2 separate regions of the Mus musculus genome follow, and region 2 is linked to region 1. The links are chromatin contacts, called in public HiChIP or PLAC-seq maps. All regions are on one chromosome and are shown on one strand. Each heading gives the region's core, a stretch centred on a gene start, on an enhancer-like site or on the middle of the called end of the contact. The rest is flanking DNA. Distances are from core to core; before and after follow the strand shown. Region 1 overlaps Atf7ip (activating transcription factor 7 interacting protein). Region 2 has its middle 19 kb from the start of Gm30055.

Region 1 (4,330 bases), core at 940-3,439:
TCCTCCACACCTAAGCTTTGGAATTAACGGCATGCACCACTACACTGGCTTATGTTTTAAAAATGTTTAATTTTAATGTAAATAATTATAACTCTTGTTTAGGCATAGAATATCTGAAAATGGATATTTCAAAGTTTAAAGGAATAGTACTTCAGTATTTGAACATATTTAAATGGCAGTCACACTACATTTAATATGTTTATTATAGTCAGACTCATGAGTGCTAAGCTTGTGCTGCCTGGCTATAGTTCACAGCATGCATTGGAAGCCCCTGGGTTTTATCTCCTGCCCACAGTTTATGCAGAAAAATGTCCAGGTAACAGGACTTGCAGGTGGAGGAGAAAAGATGCTCGCCGAGTGTAAATCCTAGGCTTAAACAGGACCAGTGGGGGTTTGTTTCAAGGTTTCTGTAAATAGAGTTGAAAGATCATTTTTCTAAGAACTGTACTTTAAATAAAAAGAAGACACTAAGAACTGTTTAAATTATTGACTTAAATTCAGAAGGTGAGTGCAAAGTGTAACATAATCGGGACATTCGTTGACAATGTACCGTGTCTTTAGAGCTGTACTGGTCTCTGACAAATAGGTCAAGCTTTGTATTTATTGAACAACATTCACTATTAACAACTTAGGGTGCTTATTTATTGCAGGTAAGTTATATTAGTAAGGGTGCTAAACGATACAGTGTAGAGTAGATTGTTTTGTGGAATTTAAAAGTAAAGCCTCACTCTTGATTGGGTGATACCAGGAACTAAGTGTATCAATAAAAGAGAGAAAGGGGTGGGGGAGAGAGCATCTATGTGCATACACATGCACATTTACATATGCTTTTGTCTGCCTATAGTTAATCTCTTGCTTTGGTGGTTCTGGGCCCATACCCAGGACCTTCCTTACGCATGCCAGGCAGAACTGCTCTGCAGTGAGCAGGTAGTCTTAGCTCTGTCTTCTTACTTGCTCTTTTGTACTAGCCTTTTGATAACATAAAATTGGTGATATGGGCTGCCTTTGTTTCTCTTGTTATTTTAATATCATTTCACAATTAAATGTAGCATCTTCCTCTTGAAAACCTTTAGCACTCTTGCTTTTTTAGAGTCTTAGTTTTAATTATAAGGTAGTACTGAATATGATCTAATGGATATTCTGTCTGTTCAGGTGGGTCCTCGCTTACTCTTGCTATTGTGTTTATGTGGTAAATCACACGCACACGCACACACACACATACACACGAGCACAGGCACGGGCATATTGTTTTAATTTTACAGACTAGAAGTTGAAAGTGATGCTGTAGTCAAGGCATAGTTCCTTGGATGGCTCTGAGGAAGGATTTGTCCAGACACATCTCCGAGCTGCTTCGAGTTGTTTGGCCTGTGATGGTATAGCTCTTGTTTCACATGGTTTTACTCTGTGCATGCTGAAGTCTCAGAGACATTAATCAGTTTGTACTAAGGCCCATCCTATTTATCCTCTTCTCATCTACAATTTAAGCAGTAAGACTACAGTACCATATTCTCACTCATTTTAAGGAAAAATTGTCAATCAGGCTCTTTTGTGGCCCTGTATAGACCAGGATGCTTCAAGACTTGTTAATGATCAGCCTTGCTTGGCTTTTGGATAGGAATTTTTGATAATGATCATTGGTTGGGTTTTGGATGTGAATTTTTGATAATGATCTTTACCTAGTGATTAGTATTATCTCTTGAAGAAATATTCTGCTTAGTCATTTATAGATAGAAGAAGAGAAAACTATGGAAATTTGAAAATGCTTTAGCAGAAGACAAGCTGTGAGCTGGAAATGTAGCTTGGCAGTTAAGAAAGAATATTGGCTGCTCTCACAGAGAAGCCGGGGTTTGGTTCCCACCCACATGGTGGCTCAGAACTGTCTGTAATACTAGTTCTATAGGATTCACCACCGTTTCCTCACCTCTTCGCATGCATGGACTCGACATAGCTATTTGGTTACATGCACATACAATAAACATAAGCACCTTGGCAAACATTAGATTCATTTGTGTGTATATATTAGGAAAGGTGAAATTTAACGGAGAACCGAGGACTAAGCTTGAACCACAGGGGAAGGACGAAGTGCAGTGCTTAGTCTCAGTTGTCAGGTGACAAGATCTAGACTTCTTGAGAGGTGGGTGGGCCTCTGGGATTTGCCTATGGATGGGTTTATCTTGATTAGGTTAATTATGTAAAAGACCCACCCACTGTGAATGGCCCTGTTCCCTGGGCTGGATGTGGGAAAAAGTAAGAGTGTGCGGGAGTTTGTCATGGCTCTGACTGTGTCTGTGTCTGTGTGTGTGTGTGTGTTTGTGTGTGTGTGTGTGTGTGTGTGTGAGAGAGAGAGAGAGAGAGAGAGAGAGAGAGAGAGAGAGGCATGTGACCAGCCACTTCAACCCCTGCTCATTCAACCTCCCCAACATAATGGGCCGTATTGAACTGTGTTTCAAAACAAATTGCTCTCCCCAAGCTGTTTTTGGTCAAGAGTATTTTATCACATTATCTGAAAAAGTAACTTACCAGATGCAAATTAACCTCATTCAAAAAGTCAAAGCCTTGATATTAGGGGAGAAAGCAGCAACTGCTGGCAGATGCACAGCAGGAGCTTGAGCAGTGAGAAGAGTACATTCTTTGACAAACAGACGTGATGGGACTCGAGCAAGATTGACCAAAAGGAAGAACATATTCAATAGTTTGTAGCTATCACCACAGTGAATGTTAGAACATTTTCATTATTTCAATCCTGTACTCTAAAGCATTTATTTCTTGCCTTCTCCAAACCTGCAAAGGGAGCTGGAGAGCCGGTCCAGTGATTGGTTAAGTGCTGCTCTTTAGACAGTGACTCGGTTTGGTCTCTAGCACCTATTGTTTTCCTGGACTTTTCACGCCCCTGAAGCGGCTCCTTTTTAACTCTTCATTTGCTTCCATTGATGTTCTGGTGTGTGTTGTTTGTCACTTCTGTAGTATGTGAGTAGTAAATATGAGAACTCCGACCGAGTAATTATTAAGGTTTTGTCAGTGTTTTAAATTTATATGATCTAAATTTTACCCTTTTTAATTTTCATTAAGCCTGTAGTTAAATGACTCTTATCTCAGTTTATTAAAATCCTTTTCTTTTTATTTAAAGATTCAGAATGGATAGTGTAGAAGAACCTCAGAAAAAAGTCTTCAAGGCTCGGAAAACAATGAGAGCGAGCGATCGCCAGCAGCTCGATGCTGTGCACAGAGTCAAGGGGGAGCTGCTGAGAGCCGACGGGAAGCTGCTGAACGGGAGCCATGAGAATGGAGACTTGGATCCCACTTCACCCTTGGAAAACACAGATTGTATTCAAGATCGAGAAGAAGTGAATGGTATTGATGGGATTTGTTTTCAGTCAGAAGAAAGTACAACGGAATGGAAAGAGACCCCTTGTATGCCCAATGTTGCTGTAAAAAACAAACAAGAAGATTTGAATAGTGAAGCTTTGTCCCCCAGTATAACTTGTGATCTTTCTTCTAGAGTAACCACTGAACCAGGTTCTGGTAGTCCAGCCTCTGATAACCCAGGCTGTGGTACCCCAGTCTCTGATAACCCAGCCTCCGATAACCCAGCCTCTGACAACCCAGCCTCTGACAACCCAGACTCTGGTGATCTGGCTGCAGGAGAGCTGGCCACTACAGTACAGGCTACTGGTGACTCTGCCTGTGAGGAGCCTCCCTCCAGTGATCCCTCTTCCAGTGATCCCACTTCCAGTGAGCCCTCTTCCAGTGAGCCCACCTGTAGTGAGCCCATCTCTGGAGATCCTGTTTCTGAAGAAGCCGCCTCTCATGATCTTGTCTCTGGTGATTCCACTTGTAGCGAGCCAGTTTCTGGTGAGCCGGTGTCTCATGAAGCAGCTTCGAGTGAGCCAGCTACAAGTGAGCCAGCTTCAGATGAACCGGTCGCAAGGGTCGTGGCGGCCTGCGAACTGGCTCCTGGGGAGTCAGCCTTGGATGATTGTGCCCCCTCCGGTGATTCACAGTCTGATGAGCCACCTTCTAGTGAGGACTCCCTTCCTAGGTCTGTCTGCAGCGGACTGGCTTCTGGTGAGCTGACTCCTGGGGAGCTCTCTGTGGAACCAGCCACCGACACTGTTAAACCAAGCTCATCGGCAGTTTGTGAAGCAGGTCCTGACCCTGACAAGACAGAGCCGAGTAGCAATAACAGTGATGATTGTCCAGGCAAGAGTGAAGACGACGAACACTTAGACCAAATTCAAAGTAAAGACTCCTGTGATGAGGGAAATAAAGTGAACAGTAATGTCGTCGAGAAGGAAGAACCTCTCGAAACACACAGTGCAATTATTTGTTC
Region 2 (4,330 bases), core at 1,189-3,688, 440 kb after region 1:
ATACATATGTATATATTATGTTATATACAAATATAATATATAATATGATACATATTATCAGATTATGAAATAATCTCTGATGTCCATCGATGAAATAAAATACAGTACATAAATAAACTCAATTATTCAGCTATAAAGAACAAAATTCTATCACCTCCAAGAAAGCTAATGGAATCTGAGGTCATCACGTTCGGTGAATTAAGCCAATCTTACAAGAGCAGGTATCCCATCCTTTCTCTCACTCTGAGATCTAGGAGAAGAAGAAAAGGACAGAGGGGACCATTGTGAGTGTGGGAGGCGAGAGGGAGGTGAGATCACAAGAGTGCTGGAGGTTGGGAGTAGATGAAAGGACATTATGTGCAAGTATGGAAATGTCAACAGGAGCCCTTTGCTTCATGCAATTAATAGATGCTAAAAATAAGGGTGTGCGATGGGCTCCGGCTTCCCTGTTTCTGAAATGCCGTTGGAGAGCACAATTGTAGAGAGTTGGAAACTGAGAGCTTAATTGCAGTAGAATACAGCAGTGTGGGAGTCAGGCATCAGCCGCAGAGACACCACAGTGCGTTCTCTTTGTTTCTGGCTTTGGCTTGAATGCTAACCTTCCTCCCCCTCTTGTACTTTCTCTGTTTCCACCCTCGAAAACCAGAGAGTGGAGCTTGTGTGCAAACCATCGCTATTCTCAGATCTCATAGTAAGAAACCCCAATTCAGTGACTCAAGGAAGAAAGCAGAGAGTGCAGAAAGCCAATAGTGGCTCCAAGAATGGCAAAAGGTTTCAAGGTAGGCAAGGCCTTTAATTGCCATAATTTGCTTTATTTCAGTCAAAATGCTCCGATCTCAAGACTCAGCCCCCACAAAGGCAAGCTTCGAAGAAGGAAAGGGTTAGAATCTAGTGGTTAGATTTGTGGAGGGATGGGGTGTGGACCCTCCAAGTCAGAGGGTCCTGCTACTGAATACTTTCTTGTTTTCTTTTTCTTGTATGTATGTGTGTATGCCTTGTATACCGGTAACCACAGAAACCAGAAGGGAATATCTGATCTCTTGGAGCTGGAGTTACACTGAATGCTAGTGTCAGATATACAGAGGAAGGTTGGCTGAGATCAGGAGAGTCCTGAAAGTCTTGGTTTGGTGTGGAGTGAAATACACACTAGCCAGCATGGCCACACAGTAATTAGTATAAGTATAAAAAGAGGGGAAGAGATGGGTTAATGGGTTAAAAGGTTGGTGTATCTTCTAAGATGACCACTCTAATGGCAACATCACATTGAGAATAGTATTAAGATGTGAATGATGATGATAAATGAGCTATCCCCACTGGTTTGAAAACCCTACAGTGTACTGGGAAGGAAGAATTCTTGCCCGTGAGATAATATGAGTCACATTTTGAATCACTGTGACAAGCATCTGGTGTGTGAAACTTAGAAAGAGAAAAGGTTTGGGATAGCTCTGCTTTAAGTCTCAGATCTTGAGTGATTCGTGCCATTATTCTTGTCCTTTGTCAAGGAAGCACGCTGTGGTAGGAGCTTAGGGATGCAAAACCACTCACCTCATGTCCAGGGAGCCAGAGAATGCAGAATCCCACAACCCCCTTGGACAGCATGTCCCGGATGAGTTAGGACTTGCCTCTAGGCTCAACCTCTTAAAGATCCTATCAGCTTTGTACAGTGTCCCACTCAGTTCTGTCCACACGCATCTGGGGAGCTTTCTAAATCTGTTCCGAAGCCATAGGATATTACCTTTGCTCCGTCTGTCTTCCCAAGAGGGGACTCTGCGGAGGAGTGCACAGGTCTGATGTGAGAATGTAGAGTGACATAACTACTTCCCCCCGGAGTGTGGGAGTGTGACCGAGCACACTTCAGAAGCAACTCTGGGGAGGGTGGTCTTCTTTTGGCTCATGGTTTCAGAGCGATTTCAGTCCACCATGGCAGGATGGCCACTGCTCCCTGTGGCTCTAGAGTGCTGGAGACAAAAGGCAAAGCATTTTACCTGCGAACAGATAGTAAACAGAGAACACAGGCCAGAACCAGGCACAGACAGGTCAAAATCCCCTATTCTCACCAGCCAGGCACCACAAGGTAAAGACGCCTCAGTCCTCCCAAACAGCGCCACCTGCTGGGACTGTCAAAAACACATGCGCTGTGAGCCTTCTACATTCAAACTCTTTTTTTGTTTGTTTTTGGTTTTTTGGTGTTTGTTTGTTTGTTTGTTTTTGTTTTTTCAAGACAGGGTTTCTCTGTATAGCCCTGGCTGTCCTGGAACTCACTATGTAGACCAGGCTGGCCTCGAACTCAGAAATCCGTCTGCCTATGCCTCCCGAGTGCTGGGATTAAAGGCGTGTGCTACCAAGCCCGGCTCTACATTCAAACTCTTAACAAGTGAACACTTCTAAGGGCCCCTTGGAGAATGTAGGAATGGTGGGGAGGGGGATTTGGAACAATGGGAAAGAGCTTTGGACTTTAAATTTCTTACTTAACATGCCAAATGCTTTCCTTCATTTTAAGAGATCTGTTCTATGCCGGGCGTGGTGGCGCACGCCTTTGATCCCAGCACTCGGGAGGCAGAGGCAGGTGAATTTCTGAGTTCAAGGTCAGCCTGCTCTACAAAGTGAATTCCAGGACAGCCAGGGTTATGCAGAGAAACCCTGTCTCAGAAGAGAGAGAGAGAGAGAGAGAGAGAGAGAGAGAGAGAGAGAGAGAGAGAGAGAGAGAGAGAGAGAGAGAGAGAGAGAGAGAGAGAGAGAGAGAGAGAGAGAGAGAGAGAGAGAGAGAGAGAGAAAGCTGTTCTACTTCAACCGAGATGTACAAGGCAGATCGTTGTTAGTTATTTTAAAGCTCTATTGTGTGAGAGCCTTGGCCTCATCTTCTCTACACTGAGCCATATCAGGGGAAATGCTACAGAAAAGAAGTCCGATAAGAGTAATCTCTGCCTCGGGCAATGTTTTTCTGCCAAATCTGAAAGAGAGAGAAAAGAATACATCTCTATCAGGGACAATGAGACAGAACAAATTCACAGAGCTCGGGTCCTTTGTCAGAGACACAGAAAGCAGCAGAGTGAACAGGTGATCCATGATCGCCTTTGACACAACCGAAGCTCTGCTGTAGCCCGGGACTGAGCACGGAATTACACTGGGGTGGGGTTGTGCAAAGGCTCTAAGCTGTCTTGATGTTCCTAGCGCGACAGAATATAATCAGATTCAACAGTGCTCACAAAAGCCAGTTATTGGGAGAGCAATTCAGAGAGATCCCTGTCCGTGCAGGAAGATTAAAGCAGAACTAGGCAGTCCCTGCTCTGCAGCTAGGCTCACCTGGGTGATGGCCTTCAGAAAGACTTTTTCTCCCCCCCCCCCCCGCAAAACTTTTCCTGTTAAGGGGGGGTTCTGCCATAGTTTTCCACCCCAAGTCATTTTCCCTTTTATCCTCATAACAGATAGACATAGTGGCAAGGAGGGTACGCTTAACTGTATTTATCAAAAAAAAAAAAAAAAAAAAAGAAAGAAAGAAAGAAAGAAAGAAAGAAAAGAAAAGAAAAGAAAGAAAAAAAGAAAGCAAAACCTATATAGGCTGTCTCCTCTTGAGTTCAAGGAGTTTGCAATACGATGTAATGGGGGCTGCACTGGAAGTTGGAATGCATTTCACTGCTGCTATACCCTTTGCTTCATTAAGAGAAAGCAAACAGGAGAAAGGAATATGACTTCTCACAGCTCAATGGTGGAGGAAAGTAAATAAGTGGAATGTCTAATGCCCCTGAAATTCGCTGGAGAAAAACCAGTTTCACCACTTCAGCCAAGCTTCTAATTAAATACTAGCCAAGATGGGTTTTGGTCAGCTGAGTTTTGCAGGGGCTTATAAATGGAAAGGCCATGATGTTTTCCCATGAGGCTTTGTTACTTTCTAAGAACTACAACTCCCAGCATTCCAGGAAGTTACTTGGTTCCTGGGTGGGTGGGGCTTATAGGTTAACTTCAGGTTTTACACATGGTCTTCAACTGGTGGTGCTAGAACACCTGACTTTTAAAGTCTGTAGACAGAAGGCTCTGAAGTCACTACAGACATGGGGAGGAGGAAGTTTATTATAGATTCGTGGAGCGAGCATGGGCAGAGTCAGAGCTGCTTGAGAGAGTCTAGAGTTGACATGACTATACTGAGTTGGGGCATGCTGGGAGAGGGTAAAGATGGGAATCAGGTGTAGCAGCAGCAAGGAGCCAAAGGTACAAAGGGGCGGGTAACCAGACTGTCTAGATGATAAGGATGAGCCTGTGGGGGAAGGGCAGCCCAGACCCTAGGCTGGAGAATTCTGGGTAGAGCTCCAGCCATACCCTGTAACAGGTAGGG

The links. HiChIP or PLAC-seq counts read pairs in DNA pulled down with a chosen protein or histone mark.
Region 2: a contact with region 1 is called in an H3K27ac HiChIP or PLAC-seq map of embryonic stem cells, with 5 read pairs. The contact joins two enhancer-like sites. A contact is called at or near these places in 3 of 484 Hi-C or Micro-C datasets (CD8 T cells, hematopoietic stem and progenitor cells and pre-B cells), 2 of 115 datasets of contacts at active chromatin or transcription factors (embryonic stem cells and large pre-B cells) and 1 of 9 other capture datasets (embryonic stem cells).

What each region holds. Positions count from the first base shown.
Region 1 is chr6:136,556,637-136,560,966 of GRCm38.p6, forward strand. Atf7ip (activating transcription factor 7 interacting protein) reads left to right here. Exons shown (of 15, transcript NM_019426.2): 2 at 3,128-4,330. The coding sequence starts at 3,135. Among named protein-coding and RNA genes, the nearest start is that of Atf7ip, 40 kb to the left of the region's middle. Within about 2 kb of position 2,190, at least 20 of the 459 cell types and tissues checked have an H3K27ac peak or open chromatin away from gene starts, as enhancers often do. A contact at or near this core is called in embryonic stem cells, where this site is marked.
Region 2 is chr6:136,997,808-137,002,137 of GRCm38.p6, forward strand. No RefSeq gene overlaps it. Among named protein-coding and RNA genes, the nearest start is that of Gm30055, 19 kb to the left of the region's middle. Within about 2 kb of position 2,439, at least 22 of the 459 cell types and tissues checked have an H3K27ac peak or open chromatin away from gene starts, as enhancers often do. A contact at or near this core is called in embryonic stem cells, where this site is marked.